2 separate regions of the Mus musculus genome follow, and region 2 is linked to region 1. A link is a contact called in public HiChIP or PLAC-seq data. All regions are on one chromosome and are shown on one strand. The core of a region is the stretch at or near the end of the contact, and the rest is flanking DNA. Distances in the headings are between cores, read along the strand shown.

The links. HiChIP or PLAC-seq counts read pairs in DNA pulled down with a chosen protein or histone mark.
Region 2: a contact with region 1 is called in an HNF4G HiChIP or PLAC-seq map of pancreatic cancer cells. The contact joins the enhancer-like site here to the promoter of Ncs1 in region 1. A contact is called at or near these places in 2 of 39 promoter capture datasets (both in liver), 3 of 115 datasets of contacts at active chromatin or transcription factors (embryonic stem cells, pancreatic cancer cells and regulatory T cells) and 2 of 9 other capture datasets (embryonic stem cells and liver).

Annotation. Positions count from the first base shown.
Region 1 is chr2:31,243,510-31,248,635 of GRCm38.p6, reverse strand. It overlaps Ncs1 (neuronal calcium sensor 1), which reads right to left and starts at 2,713. Exons shown (of 8, transcript NM_019681.3): 1 at 2,394-2,713. The coding sequence starts at 2,457.
Region 2 is chr2:31,040,530-31,045,655 of GRCm38.p6, reverse strand. Fnbp1 (formin binding protein 1) reads left to right here. Exons shown (of 17, transcript NM_001177648.1): 11 at 760-774. Among named protein-coding and RNA genes, the nearest start is that of Gm39786, 46 kb to the right of the region's middle. Within about 2 kb of position 2,560, at least 49 of the 459 cell types and tissues checked have an H3K27ac peak or open chromatin away from gene starts, as enhancers often do. A contact at or near this core is called in pancreatic cancer cells, where this site is marked.

The DNA of each region.
Region 1 (5,126 bases), core at 1,464-3,963:
CTTTGCTTTTAAAGGTTTGTTTTATTTTTAATTATGTGCAAGGAGCTTGGAGCAGTTGTGTGTGTGAATACAGAACCCATAGAGACCAGAGACTGTGGCTCACATTGAGCTGGAGTTACAGGCAGTTGTGAGCCACACATGTGGGGGCTGGCAATTGAACTCTGGTCTTTAAGGAAGAGCAGTGCTCATTCCTAACCGCTAAGCCATCTCTCCAGCTCCTCCGCCTTATTCTTTGGGCTGGTGTCTCTCAATGAACCCAGAGCTGGCCATTTCACTGGACTGGCTGGCCAGTGAGCTCCCAGAATCCCTCTATGTCTGCCTTCCCCGTGCTGGAGTTATAAGCATGAACCACAGTATCCAGCTTACATAGGTGTGTGCTGGGGACCTGACTCGGGTCCTCATGCTTGCACAAAGCATCTCTCCGGCCTCATAATTCACACTGTCAAGAACTCAACTCCAGAGCTCAGCCCAGACCTAAGAGAAGAGCAAGCCAAGCAGCAGGGATAGGAGATGGTGACATTTGGGAATCCTTCCTGGATGATGCGTCCCTTAACTCCCTACTCAGTATTTCCCTGGAAGAGAGGGGAGAGAGAGAGAGAAAGAGAGAGAGAGAGCGCAGCTGTGGACCAACCACATAGACTTGCCTGGAGGGAGCTGGTGTTCACAGGGAGATAAGAGAGAAGCAAGTGAGTCCCCCAGCCCTAAGTGAGGCCTTGGATGAGGGGGAAGTGCCCAGACTGCCTCAATCCCTGAACAAAACTGCTCCACATCACAAAAGCCCTTTAAAAATAGCTCAGCGGAACTTCACCAGGCCAGTGCCTGACAAGAGTTCTGCTGGCCCCATTCTTCCCAAGTTAATGGCCAGCCCTTCAGAGATGGGGCTGAACGAAAGGTCTTTCAAATCCAGCACTGGGCCAGGGTAGGAAAGAGAGGCACAGAGGGCTCTTGGCATAAGCCAGGGATGCCAGCTCACATCTCCCAGCCTTGCCTTCCTCTCTATGAGCAGCTGGAGTGCCCAGAACAGGACAAGCTGTTGATGTACAGCTGTGCTAAGGACACAGCCGATGGTGCATGACACACTCAGTAAGCAGGACCCTGACTTCACAGGGCTCATTGGTGGCCCCCAGCCTCACCATCATGGAGACAGCATGGTACACCACATGCCATGGTTCCTGGAGAAGTCCATGGAGCCCTCTACCCTCCCCACACCCTGGGGTCCTGGCCCGTTCAGGGAGGGAGGGTGTCCCACCAATAGCCTACCTGCTAATGGCTGTGAGCCACACCTTCGAGGGTCCAGTTAACCTCACAAACAGCAACAAGCTAGAAAAAGCTACCCACCCAATCTGGAAAGAGAGAGTAGGCAGCCTGGGCTGGGAAGGATAGTTCTCCTGGATGTGACCTCCAAGGTGTCCAACTCCTCAGGACAGGGGCCAGGAGAGCCCAGGCAGTAAAGCCCCCTTTGTTCTAAGTCTGGGAGAGTGAGGAGCATGGGGCTAAGGCACTAGGTTGACCAAGACCTGCAAACGTGCTCAGAAGACCGATACCGGGGGTGGGGGTGGGGGTGAGAGCAGAGACCATGCACTGCACCAGAGCCTCCATCTACACCGAGCTGTCAGTTAACTGCCTGTCTTTCCGGGTGATGCAGAGCGCTCAGCCAAAGCTTCCCAGGACCCACTTCCAGGGCCACCCCTGGAGAGGCTGCGAGGAGGGGGGACACCTGGTGTGGAGGCACTAAAGATGCAGAGGCAGATCTGTGAAGTTGGGCAAGTGGAGAGCCACGCCTGGGACTGATCTAGTGGACCGTGGAGTGGGACAGACCTTCCTTCGCTCGTCAGCTCGGGCCATGTAAACCCATTTCCTGGTGCGGTAGAGACAGGAGAAGGGAAGGGGGGATGGAGAATACAGCCCAACCGTGCGACATCTAAGAGGGCGCCCAGGACCCTTGGCCCTCTACCGTCACTACCTGAGCGTTCTACCAGTCTCGCCAGCCCTCTTCCTCCCAACACAGTCACACTTGCCAGGGAGGGGGCGACAGGCCAACCTCGCAAGAGGCAGGAGCCGCAGCAGCATCATTAAGCATGAATCACCCACCCACCCTGCTCCAAGCAGGAGAGCCACACAACGCCCGGGCGCCCCCTCCTGGGACCACTGCCCCCCGCCCCGGCACAGCCCGGGTCCTTCGGACAGGAGGGGAGCAGCGGGTGGGCTGCGGATGCCCTGAGGACCCAGAGTGGTCCCTGGAGCACGCTGACAGGCGACACCCAGCCATGGCCGGGGGCGGGGGCGCGGATAGAACAATGGGCCAGGTGCGGGGCAGGGGCGCGGCCGGGAAGGGCGGAGGGAAGGTCGCGGCTCGATGGGGAATCGGGGATCTGGGATCGGGGCTCACTCACAGTAGGTTTTTCTGGTCAGCTCCTCCACAACTTCAGGCTTCAACTTGCTGTTGGATTTCCCCATGCTCGGCGGCCGCGGCCCCCGCTCCCCGGGCCGGACCCGCTCGGGGCGCCCAGCGGGAGCGGTTGGGTCGGGCCGGGGTGCGCGGAGGCCGGCAGGCCGGGCTGGGCCGGGCCGGGGCCGCGCCTTTGTCTGGCCGTGCCCGCGCGTCCCGTGCGCGGGGCTCCGGCGTGCTGCGCGACCGCGGCTGACGGTTCAAGGGGCCTCGGGGACCCGGCGAGGGCCAGGCCTTGGCGGTGCAAGCGGCCACGGCGAGGAGTTGCGCGGGGCTGAGAGCCGCAGCCGCCGGGGCTCGGTTGCCGCGGTCGTCCCTGGTTACTGGGCTGCGTAGCACATGCTCGCTACTGCTGCGCCGCCGCCGCCCCTACGCTCCCCGCCTCCCGCCCGCACCGGCGCGCCAGGGGTGGACTCGGAGCCGCCACTCATCGCCCGGCGCCACCTCCCGCCCAGCTCCGACAGGCGCGAGCTCCGCGTTGAGGCACCCCCTCTCCTGTTGGCTCTCCGGGGACGCTGGGAGGTCGCCGCACCGCCCCCTCCGCCGATCCATTCCCCCCTCTCCGCAGCGGCGTGGGCAGGGAGGGCCCGGAAAATCGGACGTGAACGAGGCCAAATCCCTGCCCGGCGCAATTCATTCATTCCACTTAGATGTGTTGGGCGCTGGGGACCTGGCGGCCAAGAGGACAGACGCGATCCCAGACCTCTCCAGGAGCATCCTGATGTGCTGGCTGGCATGGGTTTCGGTGGGAACACTTTTGCCTGGCCTTGAGGGAAGTGACTTCAGATTGAGAGAGGAATGGGGTATCAACCTGGAAGGGGTCTGGCCTGGGAGGGAGAGCAGCCTCTACACCCGGGGCTCCAGGCAAGGCTGGGAATGATCTGAGGCCAGGCAGAAGGGCCAGAGCTTCTGGAGACCAGCCTGGCAAGCCGCTTTCCCCAAAGACCTGGCCTCTGTCCCCGGTGCCCAGGAGTACTTGCAGTTCAAACCTTCTCTGTTGTGGGGCTTGCTTGAAGTGGCCAGAGGGAGCAGAGCCTGTTGGTGGGGCTCCATGCCTGGAAGCCTGCAGCTGGGGAAGGACTCCAGGAAAAGGATGGCCTGCTCTCCCCTCCTCCCAAAATGTCATCGTAATTGAGACCTCTCCTGACTTTCTGCCCAACTCTGTCTCCTTAACAGCTCAGGAAAACTTGGACCTCTTAGTCCATTGGCGCTTGCTTCTTCCAAAGAATGAGCCTCAGGGGGAGGGGAGCAGAAATATGTCTTGCTCTCAGAAGGCCCTGAGGGCCAGTGGCAACTTCTGTGAGCCAGTCTTAGTAGCAGAGGCCAGGGAGCCAGCCCAGCTAAACAGGGAAGTGGGTGGGGAGGCAGTAGGATCCCTGGTTCACAACTGGCTTAGACAACATTAGGAGGAAGAGTTCTCAGGGAAAGGCATGAAAATAGATCGGGTAGGGGAGGAATGACCCATGCCAGGAACCAGAGCCCTGGAAAGACCATGGCAAGATGAAGCCATTCCCTCCTGAGCCAGCAGGGATGCAATCACGGACAGAATTTCTTTTTTTCCCTCTCAGAGGGTGTAAAACCCTGCCTGGGGCGATGGTACCTTTCAACCCCACCTCTTGCATGTCTCCAGCCTTCAGATGGTCTCGGTTCCTTCCCTTACATGAGCCCAGGCCAGACCCAGGTCCCAGCTTGTTGGTGTGAAGAGCCCGTTCGATACAGGAAGTGAGCAGACATGGATCCTGGAAGCTGGCGCTGTGCCACAGCTAAAGGAATTCTCGCTAGAGGTTGGAGCAGGGTGTCCCAGCTTTGAGGATCGATTCAAAATGTACACGAAGGAAAAGCCACAGAAAGAGGTTCAGAGCTGGCCAGCCTCACCTGAACATCCTGCTCAGACAGAAACCTTGGACCATGGGTTAACAGTTGAAGCCTTAGAGAGCTGTGAGCCAGGCCTGTCATCTCTTGGGAGATGGAGGTAGGAGGATCAGGAACTCAGTGGCAACCATGGCTGCCATATAATGAGTTCAAGGACAGTTCTATGCTCTACAGGAACCCAGGGGTTGTTCCATGTGTTGGGTGCTAGACTGAAGACTGAAGACACTGCAGTGAGCAACATGAGAAATGGTCGTGTCTCAAGCCTGCCCAACAACAACCACTGGTCACCAACACCATGACAAGAACCAGGACTCTGGGGGATACAGGAGTCAGGGAAGTGCCTGGTTCCTCACAGTCACGGACACCACTGATACCGGGTTAGTATTTGCTAGGCACCCACTGATGCCAGGCCCCTGGGGATGTTGAAAAAAATCCTTGCCTCAATAGAACTCACAATTTAGCGACCAGGGAACAATAGAAATCATGAACAATTCACGAAACAGACACTATGTTACGTAACCAAGGAGAAATGGCTCAAGCAAGGTTAGGCAAGGGATGCCAGGTACAGGCCAGGATCTGTGAGGCCCCTGGGAGGGAATCTGATCAATGACCTGAAGCAGGGAGAAGGGCATTGAGGACCAAGTGAGGCTCTGTGTAGAGCCAGGGAGCACAGCTGCGACAAAAGCAGTCTCAGAGGGTGGGTGAGGAAAGGCAAGAGGGTGACTGGGGGAATTATAATCCAATGGGGTCTATTCTGGCTCATGGCTGTGGAGGTTCAAGGTCCAAAGACTCCACTTGGTAGAGC
Region 2 (5,126 bases), core at 1,311-3,810, 200 kb after region 1:
TTCTGTTGCCCTCTTTTAGGCGAGCTTGTACATGCCCTAGAGTGTGCGCACACATATTTACACACATAAGTAAAAATAAGTATTTTTCATTTAAAAAGCCAATGTTAAAAAAATAAAAACTAAACACCAGAAGGAGGGCTGGCTGCCAATGACCCCAGCGCTGGGGGTGGGGGACAGAAGAGAAGAATCGTGGGGAGTGGGGGGCTATGGGGAGAAGCTGCCTATGACCCCAGCATTCAGGAGACAGAAGGGAAGGTTCCCTGAAAACTGAGGCCATCCCAGCCAGGGATGTACATTGGGTAACCCTGTCTCAAAAGTAAAATTTTAAAAAGACTCTGCATAAAGATGTTCTGGGAGAGAAGTGCTATGCAATTTTTTTCCCTCTTAGGGTCATTATTTGTCACCGATATGCCTAGCAGGTTTAAAGTCCTAGGGTCTGTTCCCAGCACTTCCCCAAGTCACCCTCCCCAGGAAGCTGACTTTCAGAAGCATCCAGTGGAAGGTGACTGACTCTGCAGGGCCATGACGACCCTCTCACACCTTGTCTCAGCTCTGGCACCCAAGATGCTAAGAAGAGTTTCTCTCCCGAGCAGCCCCTCCTGTGAACTTTTGCACAGATCTGCCTGGCCATTTCACAAGTCAGCAGGGAACTGCTGTTATGCGTCCAGTGAGACCGGCCAGTGCCTCCTCTTCTGACCTGTGTTTCTCTCTCTCTCTCTCTCTCTTTCCCGTTTGTTACCTCTTCAATTTCCCACGAAGCTTTCTCTCAAGCTGGTAAGCACCACATCCCGTGCATGTCCCTGGTCTAATTGGGTTCTGGTGTGTGCTGTGTGTGCTCTGCCCCGGGCAGCCTGCCCCCGACATTAACTGTTCCCCTTCATTCTCCTGTGGGTGCTTTTGTTGGTGTTTGGTTGCGTGACTGTCTTACTTACTAAGAAAATTAATGCTTAACATGATTTTATTTTATTTTACTTTGGGGACCTTAGAGTTGCCAAGCATTGATCAATTATCTATATTCATTTGAATGTAATTGTCAGAAATTGAGGAGCAGGGGGGGGGGTCTTCCTACTGGATCATTCTGGGTAGGTAGTCCCTTCCTGGGAGCCACAGGAGTAGATAGGTAAAAACAAAAAACAAAACAAAACTGAGAGCCTAAAGGAGACACTGGGGAGGCAGAGGCAGGAGGATCTCTGTGAGTTTGAGGCCAGCCTGGTCTGCAGAGTGAGTTCCAGGCCAGCCAGAGCTATGTAGAGAGACCCTGAAGGAGACAGTCATGCATGTGTCATGCCTGTCATGACTGCTCAGGTTTCTGGTAGGGAAGACCAGTGGGAAGCTATGATCTTTGGTGGGAGCATTGGGTAAAGCTGATTCCAGGGGCCATAGATGCTTTGATGGACAAAGAGAACTCCTGGTCCATCCTTGCCTGAGCTATCTACCTAGCATCTGTCTGTCTTGCTTCTCCTTCATGGTGTAATTCAAGCAAACAGCCTGAGTAACTGATTTATTAAAAGAAAATCTTAACCAACATAACCCACTATGCTTTGAGAATGAATGAGGACTGCGGACATGGTTCATGGTTCAGTAGTAGAGTCTGCCTAACACAGGCAAAGTCCCAGATTCCATCCCCAGCCACACACACACACACACACACACACACACACAAAGATTAAAGTCATGGAATCTTCCTGAATGCCAAGGCAGAGCAATTCCTCCATTCTCACAGTAATGGACCATGTTAGCTAACCACAGAGTAATACCTGGGGTATCACTCTTGCTGGGTGTCCTACTCTTGATGGCCTGGCATGACATGTGCCATGTGCCCATGAATTTCCTGTAGCTGTGCACATGCATACGTGTACATACATCATTTCTCAACTGACTCTATTTTATCCACAGTCCAGTCAATCTCAAAGACATATATAATTAATTTTTTTATTAAATAATATTTCTCAAAAATGAAACCCCGGGAAGAGTCTGCAGTCAAGAGGGGTCTCTCAGATGGAAGAGGTCTGGATGCTGAATAACTTTAAGCAGTCTTTCCTTTTGGGAAACAAATCCTTTCACCAGCTTGGGAGTGGGCTGTTGCTTCCATGGCATTTAGAGATGGCACAGTGGGTAGGGCTGCTTGTCCTGACAAGCTTGAAGGCATGTTTAAATTCCAATACCATCAAGAAAGCCAAGTATGGCTGCATATATCTTCAGCCCTGGCACTGAGGGGTGGAGATAGGTGAGTGTGAGGAAGGCACTGGGGCACCCAGCCTCAACTGAAAAGCCAGATCCAAGGCTGTAAGATACAGAGGGAGAAAGATGCCTGACGTCCAGCTGGAGCAACCCCTTGGGTATGCACGCATCAGCATGTACCACAAACATGCACACAGACGTGAACTATGAGGTAGAAAATGAATTGGCTGTACAAGCAAACATCTGTTTTATCCGGGCTTGTGCCCGGGAGCAGTGTGGGTCCCATCAGAAGATGGGGCAAGGCCGAATACAGACCCCTCTAACCTGGGTGTGTCTGGCCACACCCTCCAGGGCAGGTTCCACCATTCTACAAACTGGGTCACTCTGGCTGTGTCAGAGACATCCCCCATGACTCAGCGCTAGAAACAAGAGCCCCTTCTCCGCAGAGTGAGTCACCTGCCACAGCTTTGTTTGAGAAAATCTAAACTTCAAAAGCCCAATTGGGTGAGACACCCTTTCTATAGATCCTAAGTTTCTATGAGAAGCTGCTGACCTGAATCTCCATAGCAACCAAGGTGTGAGGTTTTCCCAGTGACTTGTTTTCAAGTAATAACACTGTTGACATAGCCAGGGTAGCTATTGAGAGGGACCTGGCTCTTCGATGGACCTTTTATCAATTGAAGATGATGATTTTGTTGTCATGAGTAACTAGTCCTTCCTCTTCTAGGGCCAGTCACAAGCCACCAGCCTGCAGTGTTCCTTACAGGCGTCTCCAAAGCCATTCAGATGCCGTCCAAGCCTCATACATGTCCTAAGAGTCGGGTCACCACTGAACCAGCCACATTCAAGTGGGGCAGTCAGCTGTAGTAGCTGTACAGTGCAGCCACACAATGTCCCCAGCATCACAGAAAGTTCTAGAAGGCTCTCTGGCCACTGCCCAGATCACCTTGCTGACACAACTCCATGACTTGCATTGAATTTTGTTCCGTCTGAGATTTAAAAGCAAAACAAACAAAACCTCAGGGCTGGGAAAATGAGTCCAGAGGCGAAAGTATTTATAAGCCCAGCAGCAGGCAGACGTGTATATAAGCCTAGCACTGTGTGGGTAGAGTATGCAATGGGAAACAACCAAGATACCCTGTCTCAAACTACACACACACACATACACCAATCTAGGAAACAATGATCAGGGTCGCCAAGCTGGCTCACTGGAATGGGCTGTTTGGTGCTAACCCGATGAATTCCAGAGACCCACATGGTTGAAAGATGGAGCTGACTCCCACAGATTGTAGAATGAATACATATTGTAAAGATGGATTTTCCTCCAAGCTCAGTGCTTAAATAGAATGAGTAGAAAGCTAGACAGTGATGTTTCACTAGTGTGCGTGGGAGAGGGGAGCCGCTGGCCTGTAGGACCATGCTTGGCCTGGTGACAGGAATACTGCCCATCCTCTCCCGCTCCCACACCCACCACACACCCAGGGGGTCTCAGGATGGAGTGCTGACCTCCACCTGGCCTAAGGGGCGAGCCATTTGCTGACTCCTGTGCTCCCCCGGCAGCAGCTTCTCCTAATCAGCCTAGAAGCCTCTGTCACAAGCCCCCATGTAAGCTGCTTGGCAAATCCAGCTGGATTCCAGAATCACGTTCCCTGGGCCACCAAGTCAGTCTCGCTCTTGTTTGAAAAGAATTGAGGTTTTCAAGTAAAATCTCTTTTTATAAATTTCCTGGCTTTCTCTGGGTCCATTGAATACATTTCATTCTTTATGAAAATGGCCTCACTTAAGGAAGAGCTCTTGTACTGCCTTGAAGCCAAGGAGGCAGTCCTTGGAGGAAGACCAGCTCCCCGAGAGCGCCTACTGAAAGTACAGTAAGAGCCAACAGTGCAGTAGGAGCTTAAGAGAGTCCCAGCCAGGTGTGGTGACTCATGCCTGCGACCCTGGCACTCGGGAGTCTGAGTCTGAAGGATTGCACTCAGCTGAGCCAGAGCTGGAGAGACGGCTTGGTAGTTAGGAGAATGCAGAAGACCCAAGTTCTTTTCCAACATCCTGTAGCTCACGACCACCTGTAACTCATTCCAGGGACCCTAATGCCCTCTTCACTGAACACACAGGTGCACGTGTGCATATGGGCTATGGGCACTTACACATACAATTTTAAAATAAAATCTTTTAAGTCTGGGGAGGGGGGATCAGGAGCTAGATGTGGTGGTTTACCCCTTTAATTCCACTACCTAGAAAACTAAGGCAGGGGGATCACTGTGAGTTTGAGACTGTAGTCTGGAAGTACAATGCATGTCTAGCACATGTAGGCCTCAGGTTCAACCCTGCAGAGAAGGGGTCAGGGCGTGTTACCACACGCTCTGACAGTAGAAGCACGGGAGGTTGGTTTTGTACACTGTAGGAAGTAAATCTGGGGTCCCAGAGTCAGCGAGGGACAAGTGACACCAGAAGGGGGTGATGGTTTTTAAATCGTACTTTTTGCTCACATCCACAATGGAAAGCCTGTCTGTCATCTCACAGGGGCAGGAGCTCTGACTGCCTCAGCATTGAGAGGAGAGATGGTTAGGGACACTTCAACTAAGGGGAAAGCAGAGACTTAGACACAATACTGACAGGAACTGGATTACATTAGAGAAGCGTCACTTCCTGTCCTGGGTGGGAATAGTCAGAGTATGCAGTCTCTAAATGTGTCTTTGGGTCTCCTTCTGGGTCAGAGCTATTTCCCCCCATCTCTCCTGCGGTGTGGTTGACCCTGGCCTTCCCTGTGTTGCTCTGGCCCTTGCAGATGACACGTGGTGATTTGTGGGACTTCCCAGGTCTGCATGTGTTTGATTTTTGCATCTCAGCTGGTGCAGCAGGGAAACATAGCTGGCTCAGCAGGTCTGCAGGCTTGGTCTGCCTGCTCCTGCCCAGGGGCACTGCAAGGCTCTCTGGTGTCTCATTTA